Regions from separate parts of the Zea mays genome. Here all the other regions are linked to region 1. A link is a contact called in public Hi-C data. All regions are on one chromosome and are shown on one strand. The core of a region is the stretch at or near the end of the contact, and the rest is flanking DNA. Distances in the headings are between cores, read along the strand shown. Region 1 holds the start of LOC100283369. Region 2 holds the start of LOC100282695 (nucleic acid binding protein). Region 3 has its middle 160 kb from the start of LOC103655480.

Region 1 (4,859 bases), core at 111-2,610:
ACTGCAGAGAAGGTGACAGGGTTCACGTGACAAGATATTAAAATAAACACCGGCCGGCTCTGGCCGTGGACCTCCACTGCATTTCCACTGTGTCAAATTCCCAAACTGACCCACTAATAACTGTGCCAAATTATAAAGACTCAATTGCTTCGGGTTAATTAGTTTAAGCCTAATTGAGGTTCGGCTCATGTCTAACGTAGAGAAGATCAGCAAGTACAATGAGGGGATTAGCAAATCACGACCAAATTCAATTCCTGAAACCCTAGTTCGACAAACCAGTTCTCCCCACACACACACAAAAAAAAAAACAGGAACCCCCAGTTCACGAAAACCCCAAACACCACCCTTATTAAAATAAACACCGGCCGGCTCTGGCCGTGGACCTCCACTGCATTTCCACTGTGCCAAATTCCCAAACTGACCCACCAACTGTGACAAATTATAAAGACTCAATTGCTTAGGGTTAATTAGTTTAAGGTCCCGTTTGTTTCCTTTCATTTTTAGAAATTAAAATCTTATTAATGAAATAGACTATTTTCTTTTAGACGTGGCATGCACCATTTTTCTAAAGTTATCATATAAGACTATCTCAAATTCATATGGTGAAAGACGGAAATTGATTTTATAAGTTTACATGATATTTTTTCGATTACAACTTATAATACACTCTTTTATTTGCTTCGCTATAACATATATGTAGTATATAATTATCTCTCTCATATTATTTAAGATAATATATAAATATATTATATGTATAAATATATGCATTTAATTAATTTTATCTAAATTATAATTATTAAAATGCAATTCCAACAAATTAAACGGGCCGTAAGCCTAATTGAGATTCGGCTCATGTCTAACGTAGAGAATAACAGCAAGTACAATGAGGGGATTAGCAAATCACGACCAAATTCAATTCCTGAAACCATAGTTTGACAAACCAGTTCTTCCCCCCAAAAAAATAATAATAAATTCAGGAACCCCCAGTTCACGAAAACACCAAACACCACCCTTTATCAGGAATCCTAATCTTCAAAGACTCGTGAGGGGTGGATTTGATACGTACCTGATAGGGCTTGGCGCTGACCACTATAGGCACTACAGTACGGGGCGCCATTGCCGGACGTGTGCCCTTAACCGGTTGCATTGGCTGCCATTAGCTCACCCGCTGTGTTTGCGCCCGCCGCAAGACTCACCCGCCTGAGGGAGGGCAACAAGATCGCCACTAGCCTCGCCAGCAACCAAGCCATAGATAGACGCCGAGGAGGTCGCCATCTCGCGCGGGTGCGTCGTCGTGTTCACGGTAGCCGTCGTGAGACCATTGAACGGGGCCGCCGCGATTGACTCTTCTCCAGCGGATGGCAAGAGATGCGGAGGAACAAGAGGACAAGTAAAGTTAAGGTTAGGGTTAAATGAACTGGGCCAAAACGAGCATGATCTTTAGTTCTCTTAGCCCATCAGAAAACAATGTTCAATTTTTATGGGCCAAATTGAACATTTGGGCTGAACTATATACGCGTGTCTATTTCCAGAATTGCCCAGCCTGCTAGAAAATGGAAAGAAGTCATCTTTTTTTTGGAACAGAGTTTGCTCTTTATTACTTCAGAAGAGCAGGTTCATTTACATAACAAGCCCTAAGGTTTCATGTGATCGTCAGGTCCAATTCAAACCAATGAGAGCAAGTAGAATTTTTAGAGCTAACGGAAAATATAACAAGAAGCTTCAAAAAATAGCTCTCGAAAGATAATAAAATATCCAAATTATTCTAATTATTGTCTAGATACACTAACAGAACAATGGTGTAGTGGTTGCGATGAGGTGTCCGTTTGGAGTCTTATCAATAGAGCAGTAGTGTAGTGATTATGAGGATTCGTTCTTTTAGAGCGTTAGATCATTAACGTAAAAATCTCCATCTCAATCAACTTACCTTTCGGAAGATCGGACCTAATCCTTCCATCAAGTAATATGTCCACCCCATTCCTAGATTAAAATACATGCTTGATGAGTTAAGTGGTTATCTTAGGCCCTCCATTTAGGAAAGCTCCACTCCATGATTCTTCAACTTTGTTCCTTGATTCTCCGATGGAGTGATTCTAGTGGACTCCTAGGTGGGAGCAGGGTTGGGAGTTGATGATAATTGATTCTCTCTTGCTCCCCAACATAATATAACAGAGAGCTGGGTGAAGCTGTTTTTAGCTTCGGGTTCCCTGTTTAAATGGAGAAGTGATTCTTGCCTGCTCCCCACCTGAATTAGTTGTTATTTTGACCATTTGGCAGTGCACCTTGAATTCACTCCACGAAATTTGGGAGCGGAGCGCTTCCAAATGACCCCTTATTTTCTCAAAAACTTACTTGCATAGTGGTTACCACTAGATTCATATGACTTTATGAGATGAACATGAAATTGCCTTTAAAACTAAGTTCGTCATTTTATGAGTGGTTAATAATGTCTCTTAGGTTAACTGATGCACCTAGCACTTTCATAAATTGATGAACAAGATTTTATGTCCATCCATTCGTAATTTTTTAAAGTTTATTTTGATGATATACTCATTTATAGCAAGTCAGTGGATGCATCTTTGAGCATTAATGTCTTGTGTGATGCACCTTTGTTCGGTAACCTTGAGAAGTGCACCTTTTGAACCGATCGAGTGTCTTTTCTTGGTTATGTTGTTACATCTTAGGGCATTGAGGTATCTTAGGGCATTGAGGTGGATGAGGCAAAGATTGGTACCATTATAAGCTGGCTACTTTAGATTTTAGTCATGCAGGTTAATACATAACAGTAATAAAGGAAAATCCCATCGGTTAGGTACCGACGGGAATAAGCCAGCTCATAAGGCTTATTCCCGTCGGTTCCCGGCCAACGAGAATTATTGGTCAGGAATTAACTAATTCTAGCCGACGAGAATTAATTAGCTCTCGTTGGCCTTTGGTAGCCAATGACAGTTATTGCCAGACATCATAATGCTCACCGGCTCCCACTCTAGTTGACGGGAGTTATAACCCCCATCGGTTTCGCCCTCGGCCAACAACAATTAACGGGTAATTTCCATCGGCTTAGCTAGCCAATAGGAATTACCCCGCAACTAGTAACTCCCATCGGCTTGACCATAACCCACGGGAGTTAACATGTGCTGCTGCTGCAAACCAGCAGCCCATTTTGCTAATTCTCACCCCATTCACAAAAAATAAGCACATAATATATATATCCATTCACATACATCACAAACACCATTCATAATTCACAAACACCTTTCATAATTCACATACATCACATCATCAATTAGTTCACATGACCAAATCTCCAAACAAAAAACATAGAGCACATATCAATTTTATCATTCATAACCAAAGATGAGACGGGGCACAATACTTCCTCAACCCCATGCAAAACATGGTCACGACAGCTACGATGCTTCGATCGATCCCTCAGCTAGACGAACCATAGGTAAGGGCGATGTATCGAAAACTACACAATATAGTGGAGAAAGTTGGGGTACAATAGGCCAAGATTGATCGATAAACAACTATAGCCCACGCACGACCTCGTCCTGGAGCAGGGGGCACAACCCTCCCAATCCACGAGGACACACGTTCCCCTGCAAGACCGCCTCAGGGATATCCACGACGCCCCGATACATCATCAACAACAAACGCCGAGAGCAAGAAAAGGTTGAGTAACCACGCGAAAAGAGGCGCGTGTGTAGCCCCAGCCCACCCAAGTCAGGGCCACGAGCCTTCAAACGTGCAATCAGGAAGGCGTAGTTCCCTGCGAAAGTGAGAGCACCAACAAACTTCTCCAAGTACAACAGGTCCTCAAATCCTAGCGTCTGGTTGGAGGATTACCGCCTTGCTTTCCGCATGGCGGGAATCAAAAAATACCATCTCATTATCTAGTTCCTCCCCATTCACCTCGCTAAGGGGGTGAGGGGCTGGCTTGAGCACTAGCCAAGCGCCACCATCCATGACTGGGCCGACCTCAGGAAGGCCTTCATCGGAAACTTCTAGGACAACTATAAATGCCCTGGGAGAACCTAGGACCTCAAGAGGTGTACCCAAAAGAGTGGGGAGAGTCTCCGGGGTTACGTCTAGAGGTTCTCCCAGAAAAACAACAAAAGACCCGACGCTACTGACGCCGACGTGGTAAGTGCCTTCACTTATGGCACCACTAATGAGGCTCTCGTCCATGAACTCGGGCAGGGGTCATCGAAGACAATCGTCGATCTCCTCAACATTGCGACCAAGTTCGTAGACGGGGAGTATGCAGTAGGGGCAATCTTCTGCAAGGGGAAAAGCTCATGCGACACCAGCGAGCAAAGCAGCGAGAAGGAGCGTCAAGAACACCCTCACAAGCGCAGGAGGAATCATCGTCCCCGACACGACGAGGGAGAAGTTGCCACACTAGAAAAAATGGTGCAGACCATTTTTAGAAGCTGATGGACTCGTCGTGCCGAAACCATGGCTTCCCCATCCGCCACAAGCTCTACGAATGCGAGCTCTTGAAGCGCTTCATCTCCAATCTGCCCAGCTGGAATGCGAAGATAGAGGAGCCTGCCAAGTTGGCAGAGGAGGCCCCATTGAGGATTTTCCCAAACCAACGTGATGCCCAATGATCTTCGGTGGGTCCGAAGCATACGACGATAAGCGTCGTCTCAAGGTGGCCCGCCACGAGGTGCATACGACGGAGCTCGCCATCCCAAAGTACCTCTGGTAGTGAGAGTTTCCAATCGTCTTCGACCATCGCAATCACCTAGAGAGGATCTCGCATCCCCGAACCTACCCCCTCATCATCGAGCCAATTGTGGGCTCGAAGCGCCTGCCCAAGGTGCTGATGGATGGGGGAAGTGGCCTCAACA
Region 2 (5,017 bases), core at 1,959-4,458, 210 kb before region 1:
GGCCTAATGGCCAAAGCGGATGCCTTAGGCTCCCAGGCAAGGAGACGCGGACGCCTTATGGCCAGAGCACGCCTTAGCATTTAGGTGTCGCCTAAGCATCGCCTTAGGGACGCCTTAACAACTATGATATGTAGTACTAAAATGAGGTGTTTCAAATGAAAATAATAAAAGCATATGGCTGCAAGTGGGAAGTAACACTGCATTCAGATTCCAAAGTTTATTTCTGTTGAATACGAACACAGTTGTAGCATATTTGCCATTCTGAACGCGTAAGATTGATTTAGTTTCCAACATGTCCTCAAAGGCTAAGCGTATCTGAAGGAAGAGGCTAATGTCACCAGATAAATAGAAAAATGGAACAAGGACCAAAACATGGAAGTCCCTACTGCAAAATTAAGGCTTACACATGGGATTATGGGGAAAAACTATTTTCAAATTAGCACAGTTAGATGCACATGCACTATCATATGCCAATAAAGGACATACTCACTTTACCAGGTAGGTAGCTAAGTCAAGAGTGATAGCTTACCAAGAGGCGGTGGAATACTTTTGGCAATGGAAAGAAAAAAAACATTTAAAACAAAAAAATAGGAAAATGAAAATAGAAAGCAACAATACATTAGAGCATCTCCAAGAGTCTCTGCATGGCTATTTATCACAAATTACAAAATTTCAAAAAAAATCAGGTTCCAATAGACTTTCTAACCACTCTTTCAACTCTCCAAAACCACTCTTGTTGCTCTGCACTAGCGAAGAATCTACATCACTCTTTAAATTCCATATATAGTAGTTCTATCATAAATTTTTGACACAAGGAAAGTTACTACAAGTCATTCGAGTATAGAACTATAGATAATGAAATTAAGAGAGTCCATGGGAAATAAGAGATACATAAAAGAGAATATTCATCGGATGGCTCTCCAACTAGAGATAACAGAGATAGAATTTTAGAGAAGCTCTTTGAGTTACTATTAGTTATCACATCAATCAATTTGATTTTTTATAGTACCTATAGCTAATTTGACACATGTTGCAAGAAACTAGAACTTCCGGGGACCATTCCAGAAACCTACAACTTCCTCACCAGAAACATTGAAACATGAGACCACCAGTGACATGCTACAGGGGCTGACATGTGGGTTCACGGTTAGAAAGTTATAGTGATGGTCTTCTGCAACAAGGTGCCAAGAACTCAAAATAATTGTAGGTTTCTGCAATGAGCACCAGAAGTTGCTTCCTACAAATGTGTCAAAGTAGTTGTCAATTTTTAAATTTTACTTTTAAAGAAATCGTTTTAGAAAAAAGAACAAAATAGACACTAAAATGCATGCAGTCTTCATAAGTCAAAAAGTATGACCACCTCTGTACATTTAGTTTCTTAGATTGCAAATAATTAAGATAGGTTTTACGTTAAAGATGGTGTTAATGCCCAACTGTCCAAGTAACACCCAGCTGAAGCCAGAGCATAACGAGAAAAAGAGAACACAAGATAAATCACCAATCATATATTCAAAGTAATCATATAATATTGTTTCTGGACATTGTCAGGTCAACTTCAACATAATGACATACATACCACGGCACAAGATTTCTCAGAACCAACATGTAATGCAGGATAATAAGTCTCTTCACCACTTTCTAAGGTCACTTCCACAGCTTCCTGTTATTTCCAGAAGGAAAATAAATGTCAAGAAACTTCAATTATATCATTTCTAAATAATTCTTTCTGAATGCAATATCTTCTTGTACTGATAGGTTATAAGGACAATACTGAATCACTGTGGTAACACTTGAGTGAGTAAGAAAGATTCAAAATTGCAAGAACTGGAACAAGTTCTGTCATGTTCCATTATTTCTACTCCCCCATATCCCCACAGTAGAAACAGCTAGACTCATCTATGGCACTGTCAAAGACTAAGGATATACAGATAAAAATGGAGGCACATACACTAGAAGCATACATAATTATAGGGAACAGTACCTCCAAATGGTGCATCCTTCTAGCCTGCCACTCAGACCATTGTTGCATCAATTGCATAAGCTTTCGTTTGCTTTCCCTGAGATATTAAGATACCAATACTATTAAAAGATAACCAAATGATTTACAAATATTTTCTGGAGCATGAAAGTTGGTACGACAAAATGTCATGTGCTACCATATATATTAGTGAGAATGGAAAGCATCTTGTAATTAACCTTGTCAAGTCACTGTAGATGACACGAACAGAAGGTTCCTTTGATTCCACACGGGCTCTTTTAACTCCTCTTGAGGCTAAAAATGCCACATCAAGGAACAACAACAACTATAAATTCCCCCCAGATCACAATAACATGTTTAGGGTCCCAGGAGTATAAGCAAGAGTCTGCACTTCTTATGCAAGTACAGTTCCAAGGATTCAATGGAAACAAATGAATCTTCAGAAAACATAGACACTTGCAGTTGCACAAGTATATTAGAAGAAATACATAATATTCCATTCAATAGGATACGACTTTCTTCAATAGAGATGCTGTTTGACTCATAAATTATTTCATTTTCAGTCCCGTCCCCCTTGTCCAGCTTGACCTCAAAACCAATCACAGTCTGCACAGCTGCAACACTGATCTCGGGCTGAATGGAAGCATCTAATAGCTGATCCTTTCCAACCACTACGTCATCATCCGCGAGGTCCATATCTTCCACTTGCCCCTCTTCAAGATCCAGGTTCCCAGCAGATGTCTTGGGATTACTACCCACAGCACCAGCTTTCCCTTCTGGTTGGAGATCCGATACCAGAGGCTCCATCCCACTCACATCAGGAGCTTTAACCTGAACGTCTCCCCCTTCATCTTTCGCATCAGCCTCACAAGGTGCGTCAAGGCTGATGAACTCGTCTGATGCCATCTTTTTGCGCAGAAATTACACTATGCATTCAACATTCCCGACTGAATCTGCAGCGAACAGTATATACTCGTAATTATGTCAACCCAAAACACAGATAGCTTACGTTAGGGTTTGGGTCCGAAACCACGGAGAGTTCATTGGGTGCTCGGTTTCGCACGGCAGGAAGGAAAGGGAAAGGAAGGGAGGAGAAGAGATGGCATACCTTGTGTGTGCTCGTCGAAGGGGCCGACGAAGACCTGGCGTAGGGCGGCAGCGGCGTCCGCCCAGTCGTCGGCTCGTCGCAACCAGGAAAGGAAAAAGGCACGAGAGATACGGAGTGAACGTGGTGAACGGGAGAGTAGTACTCAAGCAGGTAAGATGGAATGGAAATTTGGTGCGTGGACTGGGCGGGCGATCCCGTTTCGCCTTGTGTCGAGATTTTTGCGATTATAGACCGTGGCAGAACGGGTCTCGCTGGAACGAAAAGAGAGGTGGCGGCTTCGCTCTAAGGGCCAGTTTAGCCGGCACAAAAATATATATCTCTACTACTTTATAAAATTTCATTGTAGGCGTCTACACCCGTACGTCACGTTCTGCCACCGCGCGTATGCCATTCTCAGTCGCCTCCCCACCGCGCTCCCCCAGAAACTGCGCCTCCCCCACCGCGCACATTCTATCCATGGCGCTAGACAGCCAACACGCGAGGTACCTCCCCCGCCGCCACAGAGCAAGAAGCCGCCCCGCCGCAGCAGCCTGCCGCCACCGCCGCCCACGGTAAGGCCATCCCCACCAACTCGAGCTCCTCTTCTTCCCACTGGCGCTGGCCGCCACATCCACGACACCCACGCCACTACGCTCCGTCTCTGACTTCTACTCCGCTCGACCATTTCCTGGTCACTGCCACCACCTACAGCACCATATTCCATTCAAACCCTAACTCGACCCCCCACCCTCTCTCTCGCTTCCTCTTCTCCCAAGATCCCATCCGATGTCTCTCGCTCCACCGCGGTGGATCCCTTCCCCCAAAGCCTTCTATTCCCCAGATCCAAGATGGCGCTGAGGGACAACTTGAGCTCGATGTGGGAGGAAGTTGGGGACGCCAATGACATCTTCACCTCCCCTGCGGCGCTGACGCCATAGCCGACGATGAGGAGGTCACCCAGTCGCTTCTCGTCGCAGTCCTCCTTGCTGTCGAGCAATGCTCCTGTAAGAAGTTGATTTCCCTATTCAATTATGCCACGAAGAACAACCCCGTTGCCAAGAGCCTCCCGAATCTTGAGATCCTCGTGAACAAGTAAGCTGATTCTGGTGAGATAGACAAGACATACGCTTATTTGCTTTGGAATTCGATGGCACACAATACATCGTCCCCTTCTTCTCACCCTCTATTCCATTGGTTTGGTTTGTTGTTAACCAGTTCTCTATGAAAAATGATGTTTTATTGTTCCACTTGGTGGCCTATTATCCTATCGCCCTTTGTCCCGCCGATCCGCGGCTGCCGCCTCCTCCTTCCCCTAATCATACCCCCTGTCCCGCCGATCAGCAGCTGTCGCCTCCCCCTGCCCCGCATCACGCGCGTCTCGCTTCCCCTAATCACGGCGTCGGTGACGTCCTCGAACGCCGCGGGGAGGCGGTGCTCGGGCGCCAGGCGGTAGTCCACGGACGCCACGACCGCCGGGCGGCGGCGGCCAGCGCCGCGCACGTGTTGTGGAACGGCGCAGAGGCCACGCGGAACAGGACGTAGTCGCCGTCGTGGAAGTAGACGACCAGCGGCAGTCGGCCGCCGGACCCGAATCCATGCGGTTGTCATTGCCGCTCTGGCGAGATCCTGAGGTCCATGCGGTTGTCGTTGCTCCGCCTCAACCTTCGTGGCAACCGGTTGTTAGGCCCCACCGTGCCTCCTCCCTTTTCTGACGAGGCCGAGCAAAGCAGGGCCGCCCAGATCGAGACGCCATCGAGGCCGAGCAGAGCTCCGCACCTCCACCTAGGCCACCCACCTGCCAGAGTGGAGGACGAGCTCCTCCCGTGCCTCCGCCAGCTATGTGCTCCGAGATTCGCCGCATGTCTGCCTAGGCCACGGGGATGTTGTGTGGGGGTTGCGTCTGACAAGGCCAAGGCACCGTCGAGACCGATCAGAGCTCCGTGCCTTCACCA
Region 3 (4,919 bases), core at 632-3,131, 220 kb after region 1:
TTTTATAGCACTCACGTGAGGTCGGGAATTGGTTGTATCCATTTTGATAATAGAATTATGATATGTCTATGGACATGGATCCAAGGGGATGCCCTATCCATGAGACAGAATTAGATAAGGATTAACGTGTGGATACCTGTGTCAAGTGTTTGAACATACTAAACATATACCGAGAAATATGGTAAATTGGTAAGCCTAGTACCTGAGTGAACCTGCCCACAGAATTTACTCCTCATTGGTCCTGAGATGGAGTCCCCCATGCTAGCTTTGGTGGGTACAAGTGCAGTCACTGCACGACGGCAGCCAGGGTCAGTGGGGCATTGTATGCCAAGGTCGTGAGCCCTGTTCTATTACCGAGGAATTGATGGGACGTTTAATGTGTGTCGGACGAAGTTCCCTCATATGTCGTGTGTTTAGGTTTACCTTGCAAGGTTAAAAACTCGATTCGAATCGTCTGCTTCTCGCAGCTAATGAGACTACTTGACCCATTGTACTGCATGGAGTAAGAAGTGAAAGAGGTTTCATGAGATAAAGTATTGATTGCATTAAACACTTGTTACAATGTATGCTTAGAAGAAGGCAAACCTAGTTTAAGGAATATCATAGAACTTGAAAAAGCTAAAACTTGACTTAGACTCACCTAATGCTTTTGGCAACCCAAACCCCTCAGCTAAACAACTTCATGGTCTAGAGGTAGAGGAGTAGACTCCTCACACCGGGTAAGTCTAGTTGAGTATTAATATAGTCAGCTTTGCTTGTGGCATAATTTTACAGGTCTCTTGCATGAAATGATTGATGGTGTGACTTGACCAGCAACGCTGCCACCGGGATGGACAGACGAGTGGGATGCTGCCTCAGGAGGAGAGGACTAGGAGTAGTGGCTAGGCTTCGCCCTACTCCCTAGTTATCATCGTTAGTGATATTCGATGCACTACAAACAATGTTTCTTACTGTTGAACTCCAATTTATGTAATAACTCATGTACCTCACTAATCTGTGGTTTTAAGCTTTATTGTATTTCTCTGTGTCTCCCATTCGTGTGAGCAAGTGGTATTCGATCCTCGTGGAGTAGTTTTATCAGACTAGATCCGACGGACTGACAATTTATTCCAATTTAAGTGTGTCATTGACCCTGAGGTGAGACCTAGTCACTTAAGCTAGAATAATCTCAACGGTTTTACCACATTAGTCGTCATCAAAATATGATTTAACTTAAATCCATTTAAAGAGTACTTATAAAGGGATAACTTAATTCACTTAGTGATCTTTCATTAGTTAAGATATTCATAGTAATCTCCAAGGAAAATATATTTTAAATCAAAACCTTTGAAGAATTTTCCAAAATCTCAAGATAGGATTTTCGTGTGTTACACGCCACCCAAGGGTTCCCCCAACCTAGAGATGTCGCAAACCTCTTAGGTGATGAAGTTAATTATGAGAAATGGAATGCAAAGGCCAAAAGCACTCTTTTAGGGGTCCTTGCAAAGATGTTTTCAATAGAGTGAGAAATTGTAACACTCAAAATCACATTTTGATGATTTAAAAAAATTTCTAATTTTTTTTGAGATAAAATGTTTTCTAATAATGATTTTATTTCTTTATAAAGTATATTCCTCTAAAGCAAATAAAAGAAACTGATATAACTGTATAACTATTTCATGCTGCTGCATTTATTTTGTTTGTGGGAACTCAAATTTGAATTTGACTTGAGCCAAAATCAGAAAAAATAAAACAAAAAAAAGAGAAGGAAAAGCAATGACCCACTAGCTGTATGGGCCTAAAGCAGACCGCAACCCAAATTCCCCCCTCACCAGTGTGGCCCATGCGCCCTGCTACTCGCCGACATGTGGGCCCGCACCATAGCTCCCAACCCTTGACACTGACAGATCGGGCCCGTGAACCAGCCACACCTCGCGCGCGCTCCGTCGCTGACCTATGGTCCCCACAGTTCAGAACTCTCTTCTTTCTCCATCACGAGCTCACGCGCAGACGACACATGCATTGCTGCCATGCCCGCTTCTGGGAGGGGTTGTTAGGATTTGGTCATCACCCTTAGTATTAATAACCATCGTGCCCCCCCTTCCTCATCCTCTCAAATCGTCGCGCCGAGAGCCATCTCGTCGCCGTGAGCAGAGAAGGAAGAGCCGCCGCGCCTGGGTGTCGTCCATACCTTCTCTCGACCGTAGGGCATGGTCCCGGGGAGGCTCGGCCTATCCTGGCGGATGCGTCCGTGGTGTTGTTTGGTGGGGAAATCGAGCTGAGCGTGGGCGATTTCTTGCCGGTGATGAAGCCGCGTCGAGGAACCGCGCTACTCCGCGAATGAGGCTCCGGCCGTGCTGTGCACTTGTATGCCACCCCGTCATGTTCACGAAAGCGTTCGCCCTCTTTTCCTCCTGGTAGAATTCGGATTATGCCCTAGAACCTTGGGCGGGTGTTCGACGGGGCAACGTCGCCGTCGAGATCGGGCGTGGGGGAGAGACAATCGCATGGCCGCTGATCTGGTCACGGATGGCCACGATTAGAAGTAACATACTGGTTTGGCTAAGAGTGCGGTGGTCGTGGATCCGGGTTTGGAAGGTTGGGATTAGAATAGAGTGGATCAAGTCGTAGTCATCCAACTCTGATCAGGCGGGTAAGATTAGATCACATCAATTTAAAATCTGAACCTTCGGATCGTGATCGGACGACAACATGTGCGTACCGGTTCAGAAAGGATTTGATTTAATCTCACGCATCCAATCCTGATCCAATGGCTCACATGAACCTATACCCCTTCGGCGTGCGAAAAATTCAAAAAGGACCCCATGCTTTTCACAAACTAACCCGCCGTCCATTTTTCAGTGTAAAGAAAATAAAAATAAATGAAGACTTTGTGTATTAGTTTATTTTTATTCACAAAATTAATACAAAAATGGACAAAACCTAGGAAAATCCATATCTTGCTCATTTTAACTCTGTTTTGTTCCGTTCAAGTTGCGTTAGTTTCGTAATAAAGTTGTCTACACAGTAGAAATATTATTTGATCATGTCCCAAAACTTTTATAAATAGATATTATTTAACCTATGTTTTTGTAGATTTATCTTTCTTAATCTATCCATAATTATAACCAAACTAGGACATGATCCCTGCTCAAGTTGTAACTTAGAGTAATTGAATTAGTTATATCTTTCATATATTTTCTCATACAATTTACATTAATTCACATAGAATCTAGTTTTTATTATTCAAACACGTAAGTCTTCCGAAAACTATATCTCCTCAACCGTAACTCCGAATTTATTAGTTCTCGAACCTACGCTCTTGTAGCATCGCATATAATATTCTTACGTTGTTTGTTCTCATGTTTGGTGTACTATTATTTTTATGTACTCCTTGTCTATTTGTATGTATTGCTATGAATAGCGGTGAGGTCACGAGAATATAAAGACTAACTTGGTACCTAGGAATCTCGAGTCTAAGGCAAGTTGTGCCCTTGATCACTTTTCTTTACCTAATAATGTTCCTGTTAATCATTGTGACATGCTCAGGTTAATTTGATGGGACCTAAAAGGTTTCCCTAGCATTGGTTATCCCACACCTTGTAAACAAAAGAATTGTTGGGTAGATTTGCTATTGCTCTACCTGGTTTTGGGAAATTAATGTTATATTATGATCATGTTCTGGCTTCTTGTTGTTTTAATTATTTTTCATGATAAGATCATCACGTTAATTAGAACATGGAGAACCACCCGGGAAAATAGTGCTACAACAAGGGTGGTATGGGACGCCCTTGGCTGACTAATTAGGAAAGTCAGTGGAGGACTACCTTACCCGAAAGGGGCAAGGGTGGTAGAGGAGCTGCATATAGGGAGGTTCTTGGGTCGATCATGCTGCGATATCTTTTCGAATGAGGGATTCCTATATTGCCCTTCTTAGAAACCGTAGCGAGTTTTCTGAAGCTAGTGGAACTTTGTAAAGGCCTCATAGTGCTACCCTGCCTCGTCTCCTCGACAGTGATGAATGGGAAGTTAGGATCCCTTGGCAAATAGGTAACACCACTTGTGGGTAAAGATGTGCAACCTCTATAGAGTGTAAAACGGGTATATCAGCCGTACTCACGGTCATGAGCGACTTGGACACTCACATGATTAACTTATGGAATTAAACTTAACTTGTCATATGCATTGCATTTAGGGTGTTATTATTAATTGTGTTCTCTTATTTAATTGGGTTGGTATCTACTTATACTTAGTAACTGCTAATAAATTTTCGACCAACTATAAAAGGAATGCTAGGCTTTAACCATCCTCTTTGTTAAGCCTTACACTTCACATGAGCCCCACCAGAAGTGAGCTCATGCACATTAATCCCCAAACCTTGTTGAGTGATGAACGTTTGTGAGCTCACTCTTGCTGTACTCACATCCCCCAGGTCAAGACCGGTACCACAGGATAAGGAGCATGAAGGATGTCGCAATGAGTTCGTGAGAGGTCTAGGCCGTCGTTTCCCAGTCAACTATGGTTGCTGTATCGTTGTCTTCGTATGATGTAATTATTTAACTATTTTGTACAGAACTCTGTTACATATTAAATATGTGACATTCATTTCTGTACCATGAGTCATCATATGTGTGAGACTTGATCCTAGCACACATGCCAGTCGCGCCCGAGTTTGGCCCCCTAAATCTGGGTGTGATAGAAATAATAAAAATGCACATTCTTTACGGTCATATATATGTGCATTATATGAAGGAACTAAGAGTGAGTGTGAGGAGAGATATCATATTGTCATGAGAAAATTAAATTCTTTTGAAATGCTTCCCAACGAAAATGCAAATGATATGTACTCCCGACTCAATATTCTTGTAGAGGAACATTCTTATTGTGTTGCCCATCAAGAAGTACGACCACATTGTCACTATGCTTCATCAAACGGATCT

The links. Hi-C and Micro-C count contacts between places; a contact is called where the count stands out from the background.
Region 2: a contact with region 1 is called in a Hi-C map of ear, with 2.1 times the contacts expected there. The contact joins the promoter of LOC100282695 here to the promoter of LOC100283369 in region 1. A contact is called at or near these places in 2 of 25 Hi-C or Micro-C datasets (ear and tassel).
Region 3: a contact with region 1 is called in a Hi-C map of leaf, with 3 times the contacts expected there. The contact joins the enhancer-like site here to the promoter of LOC100283369 in region 1. A contact is called at or near these places in 2 of 25 Hi-C or Micro-C datasets (both in leaf).

What each region holds. Positions count from the first base shown.
Region 1 is chr4:124,253,959-124,258,817 of Zm-B73-REFERENCE-NAM-5.0, reverse strand. LOC100283369 reads right to left here and starts at 1,360. Exons shown (of 6, transcript NM_001412491.1): 1 at 1,067-1,360; 2 at 1.
Region 2 is chr4:124,462,662-124,467,678 of Zm-B73-REFERENCE-NAM-5.0, reverse strand. It overlaps LOC100282695 (nucleic acid binding protein), which reads right to left and starts at 3,208. Exons shown (of 9, transcript NM_001155602.1): 1 at 3,087-3,208; 2 at 2,491-2,931; 3 at 2,197-2,272; 4 at 1,982-2,057; 5 at 1,577-1,660. The coding sequence starts at 2,884.
Region 3 is chr4:124,035,628-124,040,546 of Zm-B73-REFERENCE-NAM-5.0, reverse strand. No RefSeq gene overlaps it. Among protein-coding and RNA genes, the nearest start is that of LOC103655480, 160 kb to the right of the region's middle. Within about 2 kb of position 1,881, at least 18 of the 20 cell types and tissues checked have an H3K27ac peak or open chromatin away from gene starts, as enhancers often do. A contact at or near this core is called in leaf, where this site is marked.